Linked DNA regions of Gossypium arboreum: region 2 is linked to region 1. The links are chromatin contacts, called in public Hi-C maps. All regions are on one chromosome and are shown on one strand. Each heading gives the region's core, a stretch centred on a gene start, on an enhancer-like site or on the middle of the called end of the contact. The rest is flanking DNA. Distances are from core to core; before and after follow the strand shown.

What was found. A called contact is a pair of places that touch in the nucleus more often than the background predicts.
Region 2: a contact with region 1 is called in a Hi-C map of leaf, with 4 times the contacts expected there. The contact joins the promoter of LOC108465361 here to the promoter of LOC108457932 in region 1. A contact is called at or near these places in 3 of 5 Hi-C or Micro-C datasets (all in leaf).

What each region holds. Positions count from the first base shown.
Region 1 is chr4:23,948,807-23,952,617 of ASM2569848v2, reverse strand. LOC108457932 (mitochondrial import receptor subunit TOM20-like) reads left to right here and starts at 2,091. Exons shown (of 7, transcript XR_001867201.2): 1 at 2,091-2,355; 2 at 2,441-2,519; 3 at 2,645-2,814; 4 at 2,915-2,962; 5 at 3,365-3,460.
Region 2 is chr4:24,162,506-24,166,248 of ASM2569848v2, reverse strand. It overlaps LOC108465361 (B2 protein-like), which reads right to left and starts at 1,764. Exons shown (of 6, transcript XM_017765695.2): 1 at 1,621-1,764; 2 at 405-985; 3 at 184-284; 4 at 16-99. The coding sequence starts at 975.

The DNA.
Region 1 (3,811 bases), core at 842-3,341:
CAGTCTTTTATTCCAATAGCAATAGGAGCACATCAAAGTAAAAACACATAAACTTTGAGTTCCTAGTTATTAAAGTAAAAGTTCAGAGTGGTTAGGTGCTTATAAAGCATATTAGGACAAACTCCATGATTGCGGATATGCTTACTAAGGAACTACACCTAACGTTTTATAAGAGCACACTACCTATATGGGTGTAATGTCATTTAAAGGATATTTGGTTTTAGTAGGAGTTTGTACTTTTAAATGCTTTTATGTTATAGACACATTTTCAGTTATTTCAGTTTAAAGATATTAAGTTTATTTTTTACAGAAATAAAATTTATTTGGTTTATTCACACTTTGATTTTGGTAAGGTTTGATCTCACTAAATAGGATCAGTTGGAAATAGACATGTTTAGATCATATTACATATAATTCCCATGCTACACATCCATACTTGATCTATGTCATTTGGTTGTGTAAATATACGTGACCATGGATGGATTTAGTTACTATATATGTAAGGAAAGTCGCCTTGGTTCTATGTTAACATAATTAATGGACAAGATTGTTCGGAAGACCTTTTGGATATGATAGTAAAATTTTGAGCTCATAAGGTTATATAATGACATGTAATTATAGAGTAATTAGTATATATATGTGGTCCAAGTGGGGGATTGTTGGAAAATATGGACATCACATATATAATAACGGTAATTACATGTTATTATTTACTATCATGATAGGTTAGCTCGAATTAAAAGTGATCTAATTTGATTAAAGTTTTATCAGGCTTGAATTATTAAATAAAGTATGGGTCAAATATGTGTAGATACTCTAATAATTGAGTTCTAATCAAATTCTAATTAATGATGGGTTAATTAGGAATTAGAACTAATATGCCAAGGTTATACATATTAGGATTATGGTCCCTAAACTACACAACAATATATCTTTTCTAATATCTCATCCTTAGAAAAGAGAGAGCAAATATTCTCTGAATTTTTTGTGTGGTAATTTGGAAGATCAAATCCCCAAGATCCGGAAAAATTTCAAGGAATTCATGGATTTAGGTACGCTTTCGCATTTAGTTTTGTTCTTGATTTATTCTTGATGATTTGACATGATATATCCTGGTTTATTAAGTTTTATTTTTAGACTTATTTTACAAACCTAACACTGGTTTATTGTCGAAACAAAGCATTTCGGTTGATACTGGAATGAAATTGACCACCTTAATCTTAGCAAGTTAAAACTCTAATATATGAATGGCTTGTTCTAGGTAGAACATAACTAAGAGCACTTATCTTTGTTCAATTTAGGAACTTGTGTTTTGAGTACATTTTTGTGAGTAAATTCAAGCGAGACACTTGCTTTACAACTAAACTTTCAAGGGGAAGATTTAGGGTTATTTTTCATTACTTTTGAAAAATGGTTTTGAAAAGTGATATAAAAAATGTTTTTAAAAATTTGGCTTAAAATTAAAGTGATTAGTATTCTTGTCAAAAATATTTTTGAAAAATAAAATATTTATTTCAGACATGATATTGTAAAGTAAAAATATGCATTAAATAATGTATAAATTTGTTAATATTATGATACTTTAATAAGGATATAAAAATAATTTATTGTAACTCATTTATTAATATTTTGATATATGAAATATAAATTTTAAATATTTTAAAATTCAATTTGAATATATAAACTATATTTTACATATTAAAATATAATCATTTCAAATTTAAATATATAATATTATATACTTGAAATAAATTTCAATAGAAAAACAATTGTATACCGAAAATAAATATTATATAAAATACAGAATGGATCATAAGTTAAAGTTAAATTCTTAAAAAAAAAAAAGGTTAAAAATGTCATTTAACTCCAAACGCGAAAACTACTTATTTAACATTGTTTATGATTCGTCGATTGAGTCTTAACTTGATTGGTATAGATAGTATTGCTAATGCAAAAAGACGTGAGTTTAAATGCACTGAAGTAAAAAGAAATATTAGATGTAATAAAGATCCAAGTAAATAGTAATGGTGGTTGTATTGTAGCAAAGGTTTCATTTAGAACAAGAAGCCCATTCTCAAAGAGCCCAATTTTAAAGGAGGAAAATAAAATAAGAATATTGCAGATGCTGAAGGAAAGAAAGATTCAGTCTGTCAAAGTCTTTAGGGCTCCTTCCAAAGACACGGAGTCTTGATTTGGATACGCTCTAACATTTGTCCGTACAGATAATTCATACTAAAGATTTAACCGGAAACCAAAGCCATGGAAATGTCCAACGATCTCGATAGGTTGCTCTTTTTCGAGCAAGCTCGTAAAATTTCCGAGGCTACTTACGCTTCCAATCCTCTCGATGCCGATGTTCGCTTTCTGCTTCCTTCGATCTTTTCTTTTTCTAATTAAAATGATTTTTTGGCTATTGTTTAAAATCTTGTTTTCTTGGCAGAATTTGACCAGATGGGCCGGAGCTTTACTGGAGTTGTCTCAGTTTCAAAGCGTTCCAGATTCTCAGAAAATGATTCAAGGTTCTTTAATATATATATATATATATTTTGAATCCAATAATTTGTTTTATTGGCTATTGAAATTTATTGTAATTGGTAAAGCAACTAATTTAGATTAGATATGAATTTTTTTCTTCTTTAAATAGATGCTATTTCGAAACTAGAGGAGGCTTTATCTATTAACCCTAGAAAGCATGATGCTTTATGGTGCTTGGGAAATGCTCAGACTTCTTTTGCGTTTCTGACTAACAAGGAGGACGAGGCAAGGCCTTATTTCGAAAAGGCTGCTCAATATTTCCAGCAAGCAGTCGATGAGGTAATTTAATTTTCATTTAGTAAATGTTGGTCGCCATAGTTTTGATTCTGACTATGTATATACTTTCTTGACATGTTTGCTTTGTGATGCATATATGTAGGACCCGAGCAATGACATTTACCTTAAGTCTTTAGAAATATCTGCCAAGGTATTTCCTCTCTCTTTTCTTTATATTGGGTTAATGAATCTTGGGTAATGCTCCGTGTTTCTTGTGATATATATCTTTTAATAGCTACTACAACTTATTGTATTTTGTTGTGAAAATGTGGCGTGGACCTTGTTTAATATTGATGGGAGGAATGTATTATATTTCATTACTTCTTAGATGGATTTGTAGTGATACATATATTAGGAAATGTTAACTGTTGATTAGTTTGTAAACGGTCAATTGATTAGAAATTTTGCGCTTAAAGCCTGTGAGGGGAGGTATCAAGTTCAAAGTTCAAAATGAGCCGTATGCAGTTTGTTCTTTGTGGTCTTCCTTACTTTTATTTCACTCGAGTGCATTTAATTGTTTCTGTATTAAAAGCATCCTTTTCTTTTTCCTCAGGCTCCAGAATTACACCAGGAAATCATTAAGCATGGTTTAGGTCAACAGACGCTTGGGGCTGGACCTTCTACTTCTACTTCCTCCAATTCAACAAAGGCAATCTTCTTAGTTTTTTCCCATTATGTTTCCCTTCTTCATATCTGCACTTTCCCTTCCCCTTCTTTTTCTCCTATAATCTCTATGTGGCTTGTGTTGTAATGTGCTGCTTAATAGATTGATTATTTTGCACTATTTACATATGCGTTTTAAAAGATCAAGGTTAGTTAGTTGGTCTTTAGTCTATGTTTTCTGTTGATTTACATTTGATATCTTCTATATTTTCTGAGGAAGAAGTCAGAACGTTCGATGGATTGCAGTCATATTATGGTTAATTTAAGGGATTTACTCTTTTATGTATAACATGCATCATATTCAAGTGCATGCCCAAGCCCCTTAGAGCGGGTTCTG
Region 2 (3,743 bases), core at 515-3,014, 210 kb before region 1:
AACTCTTATCTTTACCTGAGCAGGAAACCTCGACTCGCCTTTACACTTTTTGTCTTCCCAAGCAGTTGGATCAATGTTAGAACCCCCAAAACTTGCTGCCTGTAAATATGGAAGAAAACATCAACAATACAAGAGACGCTAACTGACACTGCCTGATCAACCATTAGACTCAGGTGAACTTACCTCAAAAATACCATGCAATTGATGAGTGGTGTAGTTATAGAGAAACAATGGCAGGCCAGGTGTGATTGCCCGAACAGAGTCCCTGTATCTTGGCGGTAAACCTAGCAAATGAGATAACAGCAGCAAGTAAAAATTCTCAACTACTAAGGTTCATAATATAAACTAATTACGTGACAATTACATCTATGAGAATGGGAGTCTTCAAAAAGAACAACAATTACCAAATAGCTGACGCTTAAGATCTTCTTGCATTGTGTCATTATTGCAAACAAAGATGTATCCACCAAGCACCTCATTTCTAGGGAGTGTCTCGGTGGCAGGCAAAGTCTTGAACCTTTTATCGACAGCATTGTTTGCATTGCTGTTCTCGTTGTTGTTGGAGTTGGTGTTGCTGTTATTATTAATATCTTTGTTGCTATGGTTGTTGCCGCTATATTTGTTGGCAGACAGGTTCCCAATGTTGTGGCTGTTATTTTTCTGGTAAACAGCATCGGTGTTGTAAATACCATTTCGGAAGGTACTTTTGCTTACACTATCTCCGATCTTGGAGTCCAAGTTCAACATATTGAAGTTAAGGTTCTCGAATTTGTTGTCTTCATGGAACCCAAATTTATCCCTTGTCCTTACTTCAGCTGGACCCTTTGAAAGATCGAGATTGTTCATTCGCTCACCCTTTATCCTCGTCTGTTCAGCCAGTTTGGAGGCAACCATCAACCATTTGTGATCCTCTGAGGCTTTAGATTGTCCCCGGAGATCATCTCCTAACTGCCAAAAGCTATTCATGCTTTCCATCTTGCAGATCCTAATAAGAGAGGATAACAGAATTTGAAAAGATTTGTCAATTACAAAACAAGACATAGGAGAAAATTGGAGACAATTAAGTCACCAATTGATAAGCAAATCTTAAGCATCAATGAAGGAGATTCAATTTCTACCAACAGCCACAATAACCCAAAGAAAAGAAAACCAAGAATCAGCACATGAAAACCAAGCAAACACTGGAAAATTCCCCATTTCCTTTCCCACCATTCTCTCAGCACACAAGCAAAGCCCAGAAATCCTAAAACTCTTGAAGTCAACTTCACATGACACAAACAACAACCAAATTTTATCCCAATAAGAACACCCCCCCCCCCCCCCCAAAAAAAAAAAAAAGAAAGAAAAGAAAAGAAAACCCAAAAATATAATCACCTTTAAAACAATACCCAAAAATTCAAAATCATCCATCAATAAAAATCAAATAAATAGTACGGCATTTAACAAAGAACCAATGAAATAGATGCAGACTTTACCAACTAAGCAAAATACAATTTCAATGTTTAGCATTAAAGATGCAGATTTAAAAGTATTTTAGAAGCTAAGAACTCCAGATTTGGGATCCAAAAGAGAAACAAAGAGAGTCCCTTTTTTTTCTTTCTTTCTTTTTATCTTTTTTACCTTTGCTAGCTGTGAAGTGAAACCCGCAAGACACGGCACAGAGGGGGACAGCGAGAAATTATGTAAGAAGGGATTTTCATTGTATTATAGAATTATGTGACGAGAATGCCCCTCATTACTTGAGTATTTACTGTCTTTTGCCAGTTTGGTTTTTACCCTTTTTCTTACGAACTTTGTGTCAGTGTCTTAAAATTAAGGAAGTGCAGTGCTGGTGAAGTTCTCGTTTCCTACGCGCCTCAGTGTCCGCGTGTAAAAACATTTTATGTTTTTAAAATATAATAATCGTAAAATATTTACTTCCAAGTAAATTTTCTTATCCGATCTATCTCGAATTTTGTCAAAAAATATATTTTCCTCCTACTATTTCTATTGATTATTTATTTAATAAAAATATTTTAAATGTATTATGTATGATATATAAATTTTAATTAAAAAAATCATGTGAGTGTTTGAGATTAATGTCTCTCAAAATAATTCAAAAGTTTACAAATATTTATTAGAAAATATGAAGTTCGCTTTTAAGTGTTAAGGAAGTGCATGCTTCTCTAGTATTAGAGCTGTTGAGTGATAATTTTCATATTAAGTATTGATAATTTATTGAACAGTTTGAATAAGATATGATGAACATATAGACAACATCTAGTCTGTCAATGAATATCATATTACTTGATAAACTCATATTGAAAATTAGATCGAATTAAGTCATTCAAGTTAATCCCTTACAACATGGACATTTGGATTGGATTGGAACTCTATGTGATTAGTTGCCAAGAGCCCACATTTGTTTTATTGTTATTATATTGTAAATTCTTTATTGTATTATTATTGTAATGGGGTTATTATAAATCTTCTATGTTAGCAAGTCTCGAACATAATCTATTTAAGGAAGAGACTTGTATAGCTTTTTGTAACTGGAATTAAGAGCACTAAATCTGTTCAAGTGAGGAACTTTTCTTTGAGTGCATATTGATAATAAAACCTTTTGTGTTGTAATTTTATTTGCTGAACTCACAAGGGTGAGTTTAGTGGTGAGAGTATCAGTCTTCAAGGTGTAAGGGTGAGAAAAATTATCATGAGGTGTGTGATAGATTAAGTTCACTTGTGTGTTTGTTTTGTTGGAAAAAATCTAGATTGAAAATGATTTTCTTGCACAGCGGAAAATTTAAAATTTGAAAACCGATTCAGTTTGTGATATTTATAGCAATAAACCTTTAACCGAAATCATACATGTTTTTTCAGATAAAGGGATCCTTAATGTTTTCTAGCTTTTAACCAATCGATCTTCTTCACTACTCTCATACCACGATTTGCTTCAAGTGTGGGCTCGAACCAATTGAATCAAAACATAGAACTAGAAAAAGTTCTTTTTTACTTTTGGATGAAAAGGAAAATTCTTTCTTCAAAATAGAAACTGACAAAATTGTTATTTCGAATATATATATAATAGTAAAGAATAAATTCTCTCTATTTTTTGACAGAGTAATAATATCTTGAAGTTGTGTAAATAAATTTATCGATTCCATCTATTTATAGGGAGAGAAGATAGAACCCTTGTTGAATTGTGGAAGTTTATTTCAAATAAAAAAACAACTTTCAGTCCAACTAGAAGAGGCAGAGGGGCTAATAAGGTGTGTTTCCCCTCATATGTATTATGATGTAGATTCAAGCCTCTCATTTTATTAAGCCCAATTATATGTGTTTTTTGGCCTTTTAACCCAACACTTCATAATTTAGTCCAACCCAATACATAATTTTCTATTTTCCAAAATAAACATTATTTTTCCAATTAAATAATTTTCTCATCCCAATTTTACACATTGTAAAATTATGACAATTTAACCCCTGTTAAAATTTACAAGAAAACATATTCAATATTTCACAACTCAACTTGTTCACTATGAGCAAATGGTTTATTTTTATTTTCAGGCTTTAAAACTACTAAAAAACATAAAATCATTCTTCTGGTCATTTCTGAGTAATCCATATATATATATTTTCAAATAGAACATTTCTCATGTCCATTTCCATTTCCATATTTTGAGAAACCTACATTCATTTTCAAATGATTTCGTTTCTTCATTTTGGAGAAAACCATAACTATTTCTGAATGTTTTCCATTTCTC